3 separate regions of the Sus scrofa genome follow, and all the other regions are linked to region 1. A link is a contact called in public Hi-C and promoter capture Hi-C data. All regions are on one chromosome and are shown on one strand. Each heading gives the region's core, a stretch centred on a gene start, on an enhancer-like site or on the middle of the called end of the contact. The rest is flanking DNA. Distances are from core to core; before and after follow the strand shown.

Region 1 (4,160 bases), core at 706-3,205:
GCTTTTGCTGCGTTAGAAGCTGTTTGTTTCCAAACCCGAGAGATTTTGGATGCCATGAACCGTGACTGTGGAATTCCACTCAGCCATTTGCAGGTAGATGGGGGAATGACCAACAACAAAATTCTTATGCAGCTACAAGCAGACATTCTGTATATCCCAGTAGTGAAGCCCTCAATGCCAGAAACAACCGCCTTGGGAGCTGCCATGGCAGCAGGGGCTGCAGAAGGAGTTGGCGTTTGGAGTCTCAAACCTGAGGATTTATCAGCTGTCACGATGGAGCGGTTTGAACCTCAGATCAATGCTAAAGAAAGTGAAATTCGTTATTCCACATGGAAGAAAGCTGTGAAGAAGTCCATGGGTTGGGTTACAACTCAGTATCCAGAAAATGGTGACCCTAGTATCTTCAGTAGCCTACCCTTGGGCTTTTTTATAGTGAGTAGTATGGTAATGTTAATTGGAGCAAGGTACCTCTCAGGCGTGGCATAAATAATACCAATTCATGGATTCCAAAGATGCAGGCTCTTTACGCAGTGGGAAAATCCAGAAGTTCTGTCTTTTAATGTGATGACACTATTCAAAGACTCTGATTTTATTTATGAGCCACTTGCTGCATGACCCTCCAGGTAGACCTGCGGCTTGAAATAAAGAAAATGCGGCAGAAAAAAAAAAGTGATTTCTCAATTAGGAAAAAGTCAGCAAATTTTGCACACAAAAAGTCACAACTCGCCCTGAACTACCCAGGCAATTGTTTTAATCTAACTTTCTATTAAAATGTTGAAGTAAAAAGGGGCACGGTGGGGGGATGGGTAGTCAGCTCTGTTGTGTTGCTAGAGGGAATCTGAAACAGATTCCCTCTAGCAATGATCTGACAGCTCCCTGCCACTTGGTATTGGTCAACTATGCAGTAAGTAAGATTTCTAAAGAAAATGTAGTGGGTGCTCACAGAATGAGGCACAATTTAGGATCTGTTTAACACATCATAATTGAAATTTTTCAGTGGCAAGTCTTTAAGGTAAAAGACTTGAACCCTAAACACAACTTGCAAGGATCTGGTTGCTTACCACCATTTTTGCCTCATCTCCCTCCCATTTCTTCCTTGTTCCCTGAACTCCCATTATATTGGTCTTCTTTGAGCTTCAGCCACAGGACCTTTGCACATGTGCCTCCCCTTTCTCGGACTAGATTAACTATTACAATTAAAGTGTAGCTTCTTCAGTAACCCTTCAGTCTAAGTCCTACAACCTTCCCGTTCATTCATAGAAGGGTTTCATTTTGCAATTACACACCCAATTGTGTGGTTATTTTTCTTATGTTTGTCTTGTCCCCATAATTTGTGCTCTCTGAGAGCAAAATCAATGAATGGCTTGGTTACTGGGTGTATCTCTAGAGCCCAGAATGATCCCGGGCTCGTGGGAGACAGTAAGTGTCCTTCGAATGAATAAGTGAAAGGTTTCCAGGATTCGTGTAGGAATCTGAGACACAAAACCGAGGAAGCCCCAGAGTTTGAGGGTGGGGTGGAGAACAGAGACCAATAAACAGATGGGTACCATCCTGTGCTTCCTCCATCTGGCGGGAGATCCCTGAACAAACCCTTTCCTAGCTGCAGACTTTTGGAGGAAGAGGTGGGTTTAAGGGCGGATGCTGAAGCTGAGCACACAGTAATCGATCAGCTGAACAATTGTCAGAGCCGGGTGGAGATCCCAGTTCTCTGGCGAGGTTGCAGGAACCTGCGTTGCCGGGTTGGGGCAGGCTGCCAGCTGACCCCGCTCTCTGTCTCCTGTGCCCAGCGCGGCACGCTCTCGCCAGCGCCTGGGCGCGCCAGCCAATGCGTCCCAGGCGCCGCAGCTGCTCCCCCGCCTCGGCGCGTGTGATTGGCGGCCCCCAGCCTCAGCTCCGGCGCGCCCTCCCACCCGAGACCAAGTCCAGTCCGCGCCCACTCCCGAGTCGCCGCAGACGCCGCCGTCTCCTCTGCGCCTCGGTGCCCCACACCGGGCGGGAAGGCCGCGCACACCCCGGAGTCGCCACAAAACAGCAAGGTCCCAGGCGGCCGCGCTCGGAGCCATTCTCGCCTCGGCCGGGCCATGAAGGTCGAGTTTGCGCCGCTCAACATCCCGCTGGCGCGGCGGCTGCAGACCGCGGCGGTGCTGCAGTGGGTCCTGTCTTTCCTGCTGCTCGGTAAGGACGCCCGGGCGCTCAAGATCCAGGCAGAACTCCGCGGTGCATGGGGCTCGGTCTCCTTCCCGGACAGTCCTTGTCCACCCATCCAAGGACGGACTTAGAACCGCCAACTATTTTCCCTTGTTAGAGCAGGCAGGTCACTGAGAGCGTTTGTAGCGAACTTGGGACTCCTCTTCGATTCATTTTTCCACGTGAACCTCGTAGCAAACGACTGTTTGCCAACTTTATTTTACTTTGTGCTGTTTTTTAAAATTGAGGTGTACCGTCCCCACAATAAAAGGTACAGATTGTAAGTACACAGCTCGATGAGTTTTGACAAATTATGCATCTTAATGTAATCACTACCCCATCGAGCTGTAGGACATCTCGCTTAAGCCCCTCAAAAGTGCATAAACTCGTTTCTCGGGTTTTCGATTCATAAATGGAAAAACAATGCCCAAGTATTTAAAACCTGATTCCTTCCTTCTCCCCCCACCCCCGCGTGACAGATACCCGTGTAAGCTTTTACGGGCTTAAGATTTTCCGGATGCAGAAAGGTACCTTGCTGTAAAGACTGCACCACACATTGGGTTGGGTTGGGGGGCCTCTGTCAATAATTCGACTCAGCAGTGTGTTCTAGGCGGTTCCCAGTTAAGCCCCCAGAGAAACACGGGCGCCGGTCATGATTTGGGGCGGGAGGGGTTTACCTGAGCGCTTTTTCTCTTGATGTTTGTTCTGCTCTTGGAATAAAGTGGTGGGGGGATTCCCGCCCTGGCAAAGGGGTATCGGCTGCGTCTTGGGAGCGCTGGGACATAGGTTCGACACCCTGCCCCCCGCACAGTAAGTTAAAGATCCTTCGTTGCCATAGCTGTGGCTTTGGTCGCAGCTACGGCTCGGATTTGATCCCTGGCCCGGGACTCTCTATGCCGCGGGGCGGCCAAAAAAGAAGAAAAAGGCTGGGGGAAACCAGGGGAAGGTGTGAGAGGAGAGGACAGGATTTATTGGGAACTTAAACTCTTCGGAAGGCTAAAGTATTAGATCTTGGGTTGTACACTGTTGAGGCCACAATAATAGCGATAATGAAGTCATTGCACTGCGGAGATTCTCAACCCTGGTTGCACAGTAAAATCACTGGAGGAGTTTCTAAAGAAAAGGAGGTCCTAGCTCTCTCCCTAGAATTTCAAATTCATTTGTTTCAGAATGGAACCTGCACATCAGGATTTTTTCTTTTTTAAACAAACTCTCCAAGAGAGTACCATGCAGCCAGATTTTCCTGAAAAACAGAATTCAAAGCATTAACTCATTAAGTCCTCAGAGGCCAACCTGTGAGACAGGGTTGTTAGAGTTATACTTTGTTTTACCCTAGGCCAAAGGACCATCAAGATAATAACAGGTATACTTGTTAAGGGTCAAAGGACAATGAAGATAATAATAGCTACTCTTTCCAACAAGAGTTTAGTTTGTACCAGGCACTATTCTAAGCACTAAACACTTTAACCATGCAATCTTCACAGCCATTTGAGGTAGGACTGTGCCTTCCTGCATTCACTGTGCAGATGAGGGAACTAAGAGGTGAAGTGAATTGTTCAAGGTCACACAGTTAGCAGGAGGTAGAGGAACTGTGTGCAAACCCAAATATTCTACCCAGAGTTGCTGCTTTAACCACAGCGCTGTCTGATTTAATGTCTAGAACCTGAACACTGACTTTCTCACTCATCTGTCAGCACATCTCTATAGCCTAGTGTCCTTTTGTGGCCCTTGTCATGGCTTGGATTTATGTCTGTCCAGCGTTTTTAAGGAAGATCTGTGTTGCTAGCTGCACAGGAGCAGAATTTGCTATCGCCAAACATGTCTCTTTGGTTTATTAATTATTGTAAGCTTTTTTTTTTTTTTTTTTTTTTTTTTTGTCTTTGCCTTTTCTAGGGCCGCTTCTGTGGCATATGGAGGTTCCCAGGCTAGGGGTCTAATCAGAGCTGTAGCCACTGGCCTACACCACAGCAACG
Region 2 (4,160 bases), core at 760-3,259, 1.7 Mb after region 1:
TTGTTCCATTATAAGGGAAAACACGCTAATGAATTTCATTAGTGCTCTTCTGTCAATATTTCTCATTTTCGTTGTAGTTTCTCATATTCACTTAGGAAAAAAACCTTCAAAAAAATCAAAATCCCTTTAACCACCATCAAAAAATTTAATTCTCCTTAAGTATATCCTCCCTTTATTTACATAAAGCTGGAAGTCTCTTCACACTGACATCAATATTTACATTATTACAATTTCAGAATTCTGCATCAGGAGCATTTTTTTTCTTTTAAATCTAAAGAATTTTCAGAGAGGTCCTCAACCTCCCTGGGTCAATTTCTTACCAAACTAGGACATTTATATGAATAAATCTTTCCCCATTGCAAACTACACTTTAGAAAAAAGCATGCTTTGAAAAGTTAAGTACAGACCCTCTCTTTCCCCCCCTCACAGGATATGTGTTTGTGATTCTAAGACAGGAAACCCAACATCTTTCTCTAGTTTCACTGTTTTAAAATCTTCTGCTCAACTGCTAGCTTGTCTATCTTGACGTGTATCTGTTACTGTAGCGACATGAGCAAGTATGTCCAGTTTCTCTGTTCCAACTGCACATTTTAATTGCTTGCCATTGGCTATCTGAATCAGATACGACATCCAAAGTTATACCCTATATACTAAACACCGCAAGCGTATGACTCAACGTAATGCTAAAAAAGAAAAAGTTTCTGAACAGAATACGTTTGCTGTCACTAAAACCTAAAGCAAAGCAACTCGGAGTGATGACTACTCATTCTTTTGGGCTTCCACGGCCAAGAAATGGAGAACCAATTGTCCAATTTGATTTCTCTTGTCTCCTCTTGAGTGGCAAGGCAATTCCTGCACAAGTTTGTAAAGTGCTTTGGAAGCTTGTGGATGAAAGACGTTATAAACACACCCGATGTTATTAGTACATTACTACGGAGCATTACGTGGAAAGGCTGTCACTGCGTCGGGGGTAGGTTGAAGGCATAGCCCTTCCTGAAGAGGGGAGGAAAAGGAGAGGACAGCCCCCTTCACCATCCGAAACGTTTGGCTGGCCATCTTTTAGGTTGGGTTATTTTTTAAACCGCAGCGAAACCCCACGTGAAAAGTTACACACACGCCCCATACGAGGAGGACTTCCACAGTCCTCATCCCTGCAGGGCCGGGGGTCCCGGGAACCGAGGAGCGGAATGCTAGGGGTTGGGCCTACACCCCAGGAACGTGGACGGGGGTGCTGGGACCGGCGAAGGGGCCCCAGCCGCAGCCGACGCCCGCGGGGCCCCAGGAGGCGCAGCTCCGGGGCGGGGGCGCGGCGCCGGACAGGGGCGCGGGGCGCGGGGAACGGCCCGGGAGGCTGCCGCGCTGGAGCCCCGCGCAGCCCGGTTGCCTGGAAGGCTCGCGCCCCGCGGCCGGCGGCGTGGGGGAGGGGAGGCCGGGCCTGCGGCCTGTTGGGGGAGTTCAGCCCGGGCCTCGCGTGCGGCTTTCGGCCGGGCCCCCGGCCCCGGGGTCCCAGGCGGCGAGAAGCGACTCACCGGAAAGGCCCGGATCCGCATCTTGGTGTCCTTCCGGCTGCCCGTGCCTTTGCTCAGATTCGACATGGTGCTCGTCCCCTCCCCGGCGGCGGCTTCGGGTCGCACTCCGAGGCGCCGGTGTCACATTTAAGGCGGGCGGGCAGGCGAGGGGCGACGCTGGGGGCGGCGGCGGCGGCCCCCGGGCTGGGCTGGAGAGCTGGCCGGCCCCTGGGCGGCCGCGGCGGGGGCGGCGGCGGCTCGGGCTCCGGCGGCTCGGGCTTGGCTGGGGGGCTGCGCTGGCGGGGCGGCTCCGCGGGGTCCTCCTCTCGACCGGCTCGGCTCCCTTTATCGCGCTCCTCCGCGATGGCGGCGGCGGCGGCGACGGACAAACATCTCACTGCGCAGGCCGAACGTCCTCCTCCTCCTCCTTCTCCTCCTCCGCCTCAGCGAGACGAGATCCGGCCCAGAGGGTGGAGGGGGGAGGAGGGAGGGAGGAGAGCCGGAGAGTGGAGAGATTGGGGGAAGGGGGGGTGGGAGGACGGGAGGGGGAAGCGGGCGGCCGCGGCGGGGACGCTCAGATCTCGCGAGAAGAGGGCGAGCGCGCTGCCCTGGGTGGGGCGGGGCGAAGCCTGGAAGCGGGAGGGGGCAACGGGAGGGGAAGAGAGGAATAGGGAGTTGGGGAAGTGGGAGGGGCCAGCGGGGCGGGGAGGTGGGAAAGGGGCGGGACCGAGGGCGGGAGGAGTAAGCTGACTTTTTGAAAGGGGAGCGTTGGAGACCGGATCCTGGGCGGAGGTGACTGCTGATTGGTGGAGTGCGGAGCCGGTGGGGGTCCTGTTCACGTGGACGGAGTGGGCGGGGGAAGTTCCGAGAGCCGGAGCAGGACTGTAGTAGGCTGGGGTTCCGCTGGGCTGGGCCCGGCGGCGCTGCGATGGGCTGGGGTGGGCCGGGCCGGGCCGGGCCGAGCTAGGGCGGGCGGCGGGTAGTCTCGGGGAGGAGTATGGGGTGCTAGCTGGATAACCACGTCCTAGAACTGGTTCCTGTGTTTTTCTAGGGCAGGTGTACTAGGGATGGGTACTTGAGCAGAAGCCAGAAAGTTGAAAGAATAGTTGTGTAGGAGTTACCTGCAGTGGCAGAAATTAGGGTCCTGTATGCCTAACAAGGTATTCGGATTGGATATGCACACCCCAGCTGTCAGGATTCAGAAGTGGAGATTTTAATCCACAGATTTTCCTTAAACTGCAGAAGTTCTTGATTCACTGATATTTTCTGAGGGACCCAGGACTTACTAGTGTCAATATTTCTTTTTCTTTACCGTTGAAGTAAAATGACAGCTCCCTTAATGGAGTGCACTATTTTGGTAAATGGATGATAGAAACCTATCTTTAATCTGACAAATCATTTTTATCGTTATGAGAGTGCCATAGGTTTTGAAAGCCAAAATTTTTTGTCTTTGATTCCAGTTTGCTGATAATTTGGGGCAAAACTTTTTGGCATTGTGGTCAAAAAGTTTAGTTTGATTTATCAGTTTTGCTTTGCATTTACTACGAATTTTATTTCCTAACTTAACTCTTTGCTCAGTCGATGTGGTATTTGAATTTCTGACTCTGCAGAGGAATGTGTGAATGCCCACTAAAGTTTGTGATCTCACGTTAAATAAGAACTTATTGCTGAGATGGGTATCTACATTTGGAAGCTGCAGTATTAATACTTTCAAACTTATTTTTAATGCCTTTTTAAACAGCTGGAGTTCAGTACTTTTGTAGTATTTGGAAGCTGGGGTTTTTTATACTTTTAAAAAAATAAGTGAGCTGAAATATACCTTTTGATTGTTCACTATAAGGTTGAATTTGCCCTAATTACTTTAATCCTGATCTCTAGATTTAGTTATCAGAAAGTATTGTGCTTTACCCCCTTCTTAGTTGAAATGCCCCCATTGGAAACATAATATTTTTTGTTTTGTTTTCTGGTATTGCTAATAAAACAGAGCTTAAGAAACAAGGATGTTGCTTAAAGCAATATCTATGTAAATACTGAAGCTAAAAATAGGTCAAGAATTTTGTCCATAAGGTAAGATTGGGAGGGGCTCTGATTTAAAGGTAAGATACTGTGAGTCTTGGGTAGGTGTTTATAATCTCTATGCTGATTGAACCTGCATTTCCATAATCACTAAACTGTATTAACAACCAATGTTTTGTGTTGGTCATAGTGCTCTATGGCCACTTTCTCTGTAATATAAGAATATATGCTCCAGGGCCATCTCTGCCACTTTTTTTTTTTTTAATGTATATGTCTTTTGGGGCAAGGATTGAACTATTTGTGTCTGGAGTTTCTCATCTGTAAAATGGGGATGAAAATAATACTTCCCCTGAGTTCCTCTGGTGGTTCAGTGAAAGCAAATCCAACTAGGAACTATGAGGTTGCAGGTTCGATCCCTGGCCTCGATGGGTTAAGGATCCAGCATTGCTGTGAGCTGTGGTGTAGGTTTCCGATGCGGCTTGAATCTGGTGTTGCTGAGGCGTAGGCCGGCAACTGTAGCTCCGATTAGACCCCTAGCCTGGGAATATCCATATGTCGCGGGTGAGGACCTAAAAAAAAGCAAAAAAAATTAAAAAATAAAAAACTAATAAAAATAATAATACTTCCTCCTTCGGC
Region 3 (4,160 bases), core at 669-3,168, 1.2 Mb after region 1:
AAGTTCCCAGGCTAGGGGTCAAATCCGAGCTGTGGCTGCCAGCCTACACCACAGTCACAGCAATCCTGGATCTGAGCTGCATCTGCAACCTATGCCATAGCTCATGGCAATGCCAGATCCTTGACCCACTGAGCTAGATCAGGGATTGAACCTGTGTCCTCATGGATACTAGTCTGGTTCATTTCCACTGAGCCACAATGGGAACTCCCAACATTGAAAATCCTTGACCTAAGTAGTAACATGCTTGGGTCTGTGTTTCATCTGGGATATGAATGTAGGTGAGATGTGTCCAAGAAAGAGAGTATAAGACACATTACTTTGGAAGCTAATTACAACAACCTGGGAGGGAGGTAGGCTAGCCATCAGGTAGCTGCTTTGGAAATAAACTGAAAAAGAACTTGACAACTGGACAAAAGATTGGAAATAGGAACCACTGAAGACATAAGAACCCAATCTGGGTGTCTATATCGGGGCAAAGAAAACACAGAAGAGTGTCCTTTTGAATGTCCAGATGTTCAGTAGGCAACTCAAAACTAGGAATTCAGACAAGTCTTCCTTTGTGCATTAACGTTAGGTATTTTTTAAAAATCACAGTAAGGTTAGTGGGAAAGCAATATAATCATATTGCTATAGAATGAAAGAAAAAAGACCTATAAGTCCACTGTTATTTATTTATTTATTTATTTTATTTATTTATTGGTCTTTTGTCTTTTTAGGGCTACACCCATAGATATGGAGGTTTCCAGGCTAGGGGTCTAATTGGAATTACAGCCGCCAGCCTACACTACAGCCACGGCAATGCTGGATCCAAGCCTCATCTGTGACCTAAACCACAGCTCACAGCAAGCCAGATCCTTAACCCACTGGGCGAGGCCAGGAATCAAACCCAGAACCTCATGGTTCCTAGTCTGATTCGTTTCCGCTGTGCCATGATGGGAACTCCTATTTTTTTTTTAATCCAATGATTTTTCCCCCCATTATAGCTGGTTTACAGTGTTCTGTCAATTTTCTACTGTACAGCGAGGTGACCCAGTCACACATACACATTCCTTTTTCTCACATTATCATGCTCTATCATAAGTGACTAGATATAGTTCTCAGGGCTATACAGCAGGATCTCATTGCTTATCCATTCCAAAGGCAATAGTTTGCATCTATTAACCCCAAATTTCCAGTCCATCCCACTTCCTTTCTTTGATTAATAAAAACTGGTACTGTTAGATTTTTTTTTTAAGTAACAATTTTAATTTGGGTAAGTCAGTATCTCTTATTCTAGGTCTCTTGAAAGAAAGGCTTTTGGAGATATGCCAGGTAAATATTTGCACATAAACAGTGTTTCGCTTGATGGTCTGGAACTCTAAATAATATGTTGCTAAGAAGTGTTTCCTCCCTTTTGAGAATGTGTTTTCTTTTTCTTTTCTTTTTTTTTTTTTTTTTTATTTTCCCACTGTACAACAAGGGGGTCAGGTTATCCTTACATGTATACATTACAATTGCGTTTTTTCCCCCACTCTTTGTTCTATTGCAACATGAGTATCTAGACATAGTTCTCAATACTATTCAGCAGGATCTCCTTGTAAATCTATTCTAAGTTGTGTCTGATAAGTGAGAATGTGTTTTCTTTAAACGTGAATCTGTTCTTCTGTTTTACATTAATGAAAGGAAGGAACGAGAGCAACCAACAAAACGAAGCAACTTCGAGAAATTTCTGGATCCAAACGGACCTCAAACCAAGTTCACCAGAGTAAAAACCAGGTGAGCAAACAAACCAACCCCACAGAGTGTGCATGCGCAGTAAAACAGCCTCGGCTGTCTGCTGCCCCGCTCTGGCTCCGCTCCACCTTCGCTTTCCACCACCAGTTCCGGGGGGGACGGTGTTACCGGGGACACTGATCCGGCTCTTTTCCTTCCGCCCTCCATTGCTCTCTCCCCTGCGATGGCATCCGGGCTGGTGAGGCTGCTGCAGTGGGGACCTCGCCGCCTCCTGGCACCGGCCGCCCCGACTCTCGCCCCGCCAGTTCGGGGAGCAAAGAAGGGCTTCCGCGCCGCCTACCGCTTCCAGAAGGAGTTGGAGCGGTGGCGCCTCCTCAGGTGCCCTCCGCCGCCCGTGCGCCGGTAGGAGTCGTCTAGGGAAGGGGTCAGGGTGGCTGTCGAGGACCCGGCGAGGTCTCCTCTGCGGCCTCGGCCGGGCGGCGGCGCGGGTTGCTCGTCGTTAGTGCGCCCCTGGCTGGCGACGAGGAGTTTGTGCGGTGGAGGCACCCGCGGGACGGACATGAGTGGCCCGAGGCAAGGGAATGGATTTCTGCCGAGGGGTTCCGACACTTCGGAGCTCCCACTTAGAATCCTGTCAAGTGAGAGTTACGAGAAATAAGGCCGGCTGGGTCACCTTCATCTGGGCTTGGGTGCTGTGGCCCCTGTTTTGTCTTGCCTGAGACTTCTTCGGGATTTGGGGCAAGGAAAAAGATTAAGTGTACAGTCACAAGTCCACTGTCCAGAGTAAAAGGAAAACGGTTTGACGTCTGGTTTTTGCCTTGATTAACCTTGCTCCAGTAGTAGAAGTTCTCGTAGAAAGAGATGCAGATCTTTATAGCTACCCCCCCCCGCCCCCCCAAAAGATCCTATTAGACATGAGGTTTTGCATCTTTTTCTCTTTAATAATGTATCTCTGACACGTAGTTGTGGTCGTATAGGTAAATGAACCTCACTCTTTTATGGCTCCATTTATGGGTGTTCGAATTCCATGTTACTGCTGTCACCACTGATGTAACAGTGAATAGCTTTGAAGTTATTACTCCTTTGGAAATTTAGTATGAAATTTTGATAGGTACTTTAATATTGCCCTCCCCTCTAAAAAAAGTTGATCTGGTTTACATACCTAATTTAGGAATATATGTGATCATAGTTCTGTACTCTTTAAAAGTTCTTTCAAAAACAAAATACTAAGTTCTTTTCCTAAAAAGAATAACAAAATAGTGTTTCTTAGTTCGCATTTCTTTGATTATTGTTGAGATTAGGCTTTTGGAGTTGGAAGAAACTTTACAGATTATATACATTTTGATTTATAATCCAGATCTTTATAGTTTGTTGCCATTTTTTACTTAAAAGAGTTTTCTTTAAGACCTTTTAGTCACTCTTGAGAATGATTATGAACTTTTAACATACTTATAATATTGATACTAGTTTATTTAATTGCTCATTTAAATGGATGCTATCAAAACTTAAATCAGTAAAATACTGGGTAAATAAAATGTGCTTACTGTTTATGGCTTGAACCTATGAAATTATACTTTGTATTTCATGTCTAAGTATAAAGTAGGTCTGTGGTTAGAGCAGAAATAAAGAACCCAAAAGTTAGGATAATGTTTTAGTCTTTGATACTGAAAAACCGTTTCGATGTGGCGGTTGATTTAGGGAAAATTAATCCGGCAAAGAACCACAAATAATCTTCGGACTTGAGTTTTAATTTTCAGAAAATCAGAGTCTGGAATTAAAATGAAAGTCAGTCTTTTAAAATTTCCTTTATATAATGAATAAAATTGCATCACAGTGAAAAATGTTTGCGTCATAATAGCATCTTGTTCTCTTTACCTACTTTTTCTGTCTTCTGTTTTACATTTTCAGTTCAGAGAAGCCCAACTGGGATTACCATGCTGAAATACAAGCATTTGGCCATCGGTTACAGGAAACCTTTTCCCTAGATCTTCTCAAAACTGCATTTGTTAATAGCTGCTATATTAAAAGTGAGGAGGCCAAACGCCAAAAACTTGGAATAGACAAAGAAGCTGCTCTTCTGAACCTTAAAGATAATCAAGAACTATCTGAACAAGGGATATCTTTTTCACAAACTTGCCTCACACAATTTTTTGAGGACGCCTTCCCAGACTTGCCCACTGAAGGCGTTACAAGTCTAGTTGACTTTCTCACCAGTGAGGAAGTTGTGTGTCATGTGGCTAGAAACCTGGCTGTGGAGCAGTTAGCGCTGAGTGCAGAGTTTCCTGTTCCCCCGCCTGTGTTAAGGCAGACTTTCTTTGCAGTGATTGGAGCCCTGTTACAGAGCAGTGGACCAGAGAGGACTGCACTTTTCATCAGGGTAAGTGATTGGTGCTGGGACCTCCTAATTGCAGGTGCTGGGATGTGCTTGAGGTGGACAGAAAGAAAAG

The links. Promoter capture Hi-C pulls out the DNA fragments that hold promoters and counts their contacts. A called contact is a pair of places that touch in the nucleus more often than the background predicts.
Region 2: a contact with region 1 is called in a Hi-C map of liver, with 4 times the contacts expected there. The contact joins the promoter of CUL3 here to the promoter of MOGAT1 in region 1. A contact is called at or near these places in 1 of 5 promoter capture datasets (liver) and 1 of 47 Hi-C or Micro-C datasets (liver).
Region 3: a promoter capture Hi-C map of liver shows a contact between it and region 1, with 6 times the contacts expected there. The contact joins the promoter of MRPL44 here to the promoter of MOGAT1 in region 1. A contact is called at or near these places in 1 of 5 promoter capture datasets (liver) and 1 of 2 datasets of contacts at active chromatin or transcription factors (skeletal muscle).

What each region holds. Positions count from the first base shown.
Region 1 is chr15:124,566,494-124,570,653 of Sscrofa11.1, forward strand. It overlaps MOGAT1 (2-acylglycerol O-acyltransferase 1), which reads left to right and starts at 1,956. Exons shown (of 8, transcript XM_003133676.4): 1 at 1,956-2,175. The coding sequence starts at 2,082. It also overlaps the pseudogene LOC100523928.
Region 2 is chr15:126,285,139-126,289,298 of Sscrofa11.1, forward strand. CUL3 (cullin-3) reads right to left here and starts at 2,010. Exons shown (of 16, transcript XM_021075736.1): 1 at 1,530-2,010. The coding sequence starts at 1,595. LOC102163217 (a long non-coding RNA gene) reads left to right here and starts at 2,255. Exons shown (of 4, transcript XR_002339139.1): 1 at 2,255-2,300.
Region 3 is chr15:125,730,501-125,734,660 of Sscrofa11.1, forward strand. It overlaps MRPL44 (mitochondrial ribosomal protein L44), which reads left to right and starts at 1,919. Exons shown (of 4, transcript NM_001243405.1): 1 at 1,919-2,115; 2 at 3,622-4,090. The coding sequence starts at 1,937.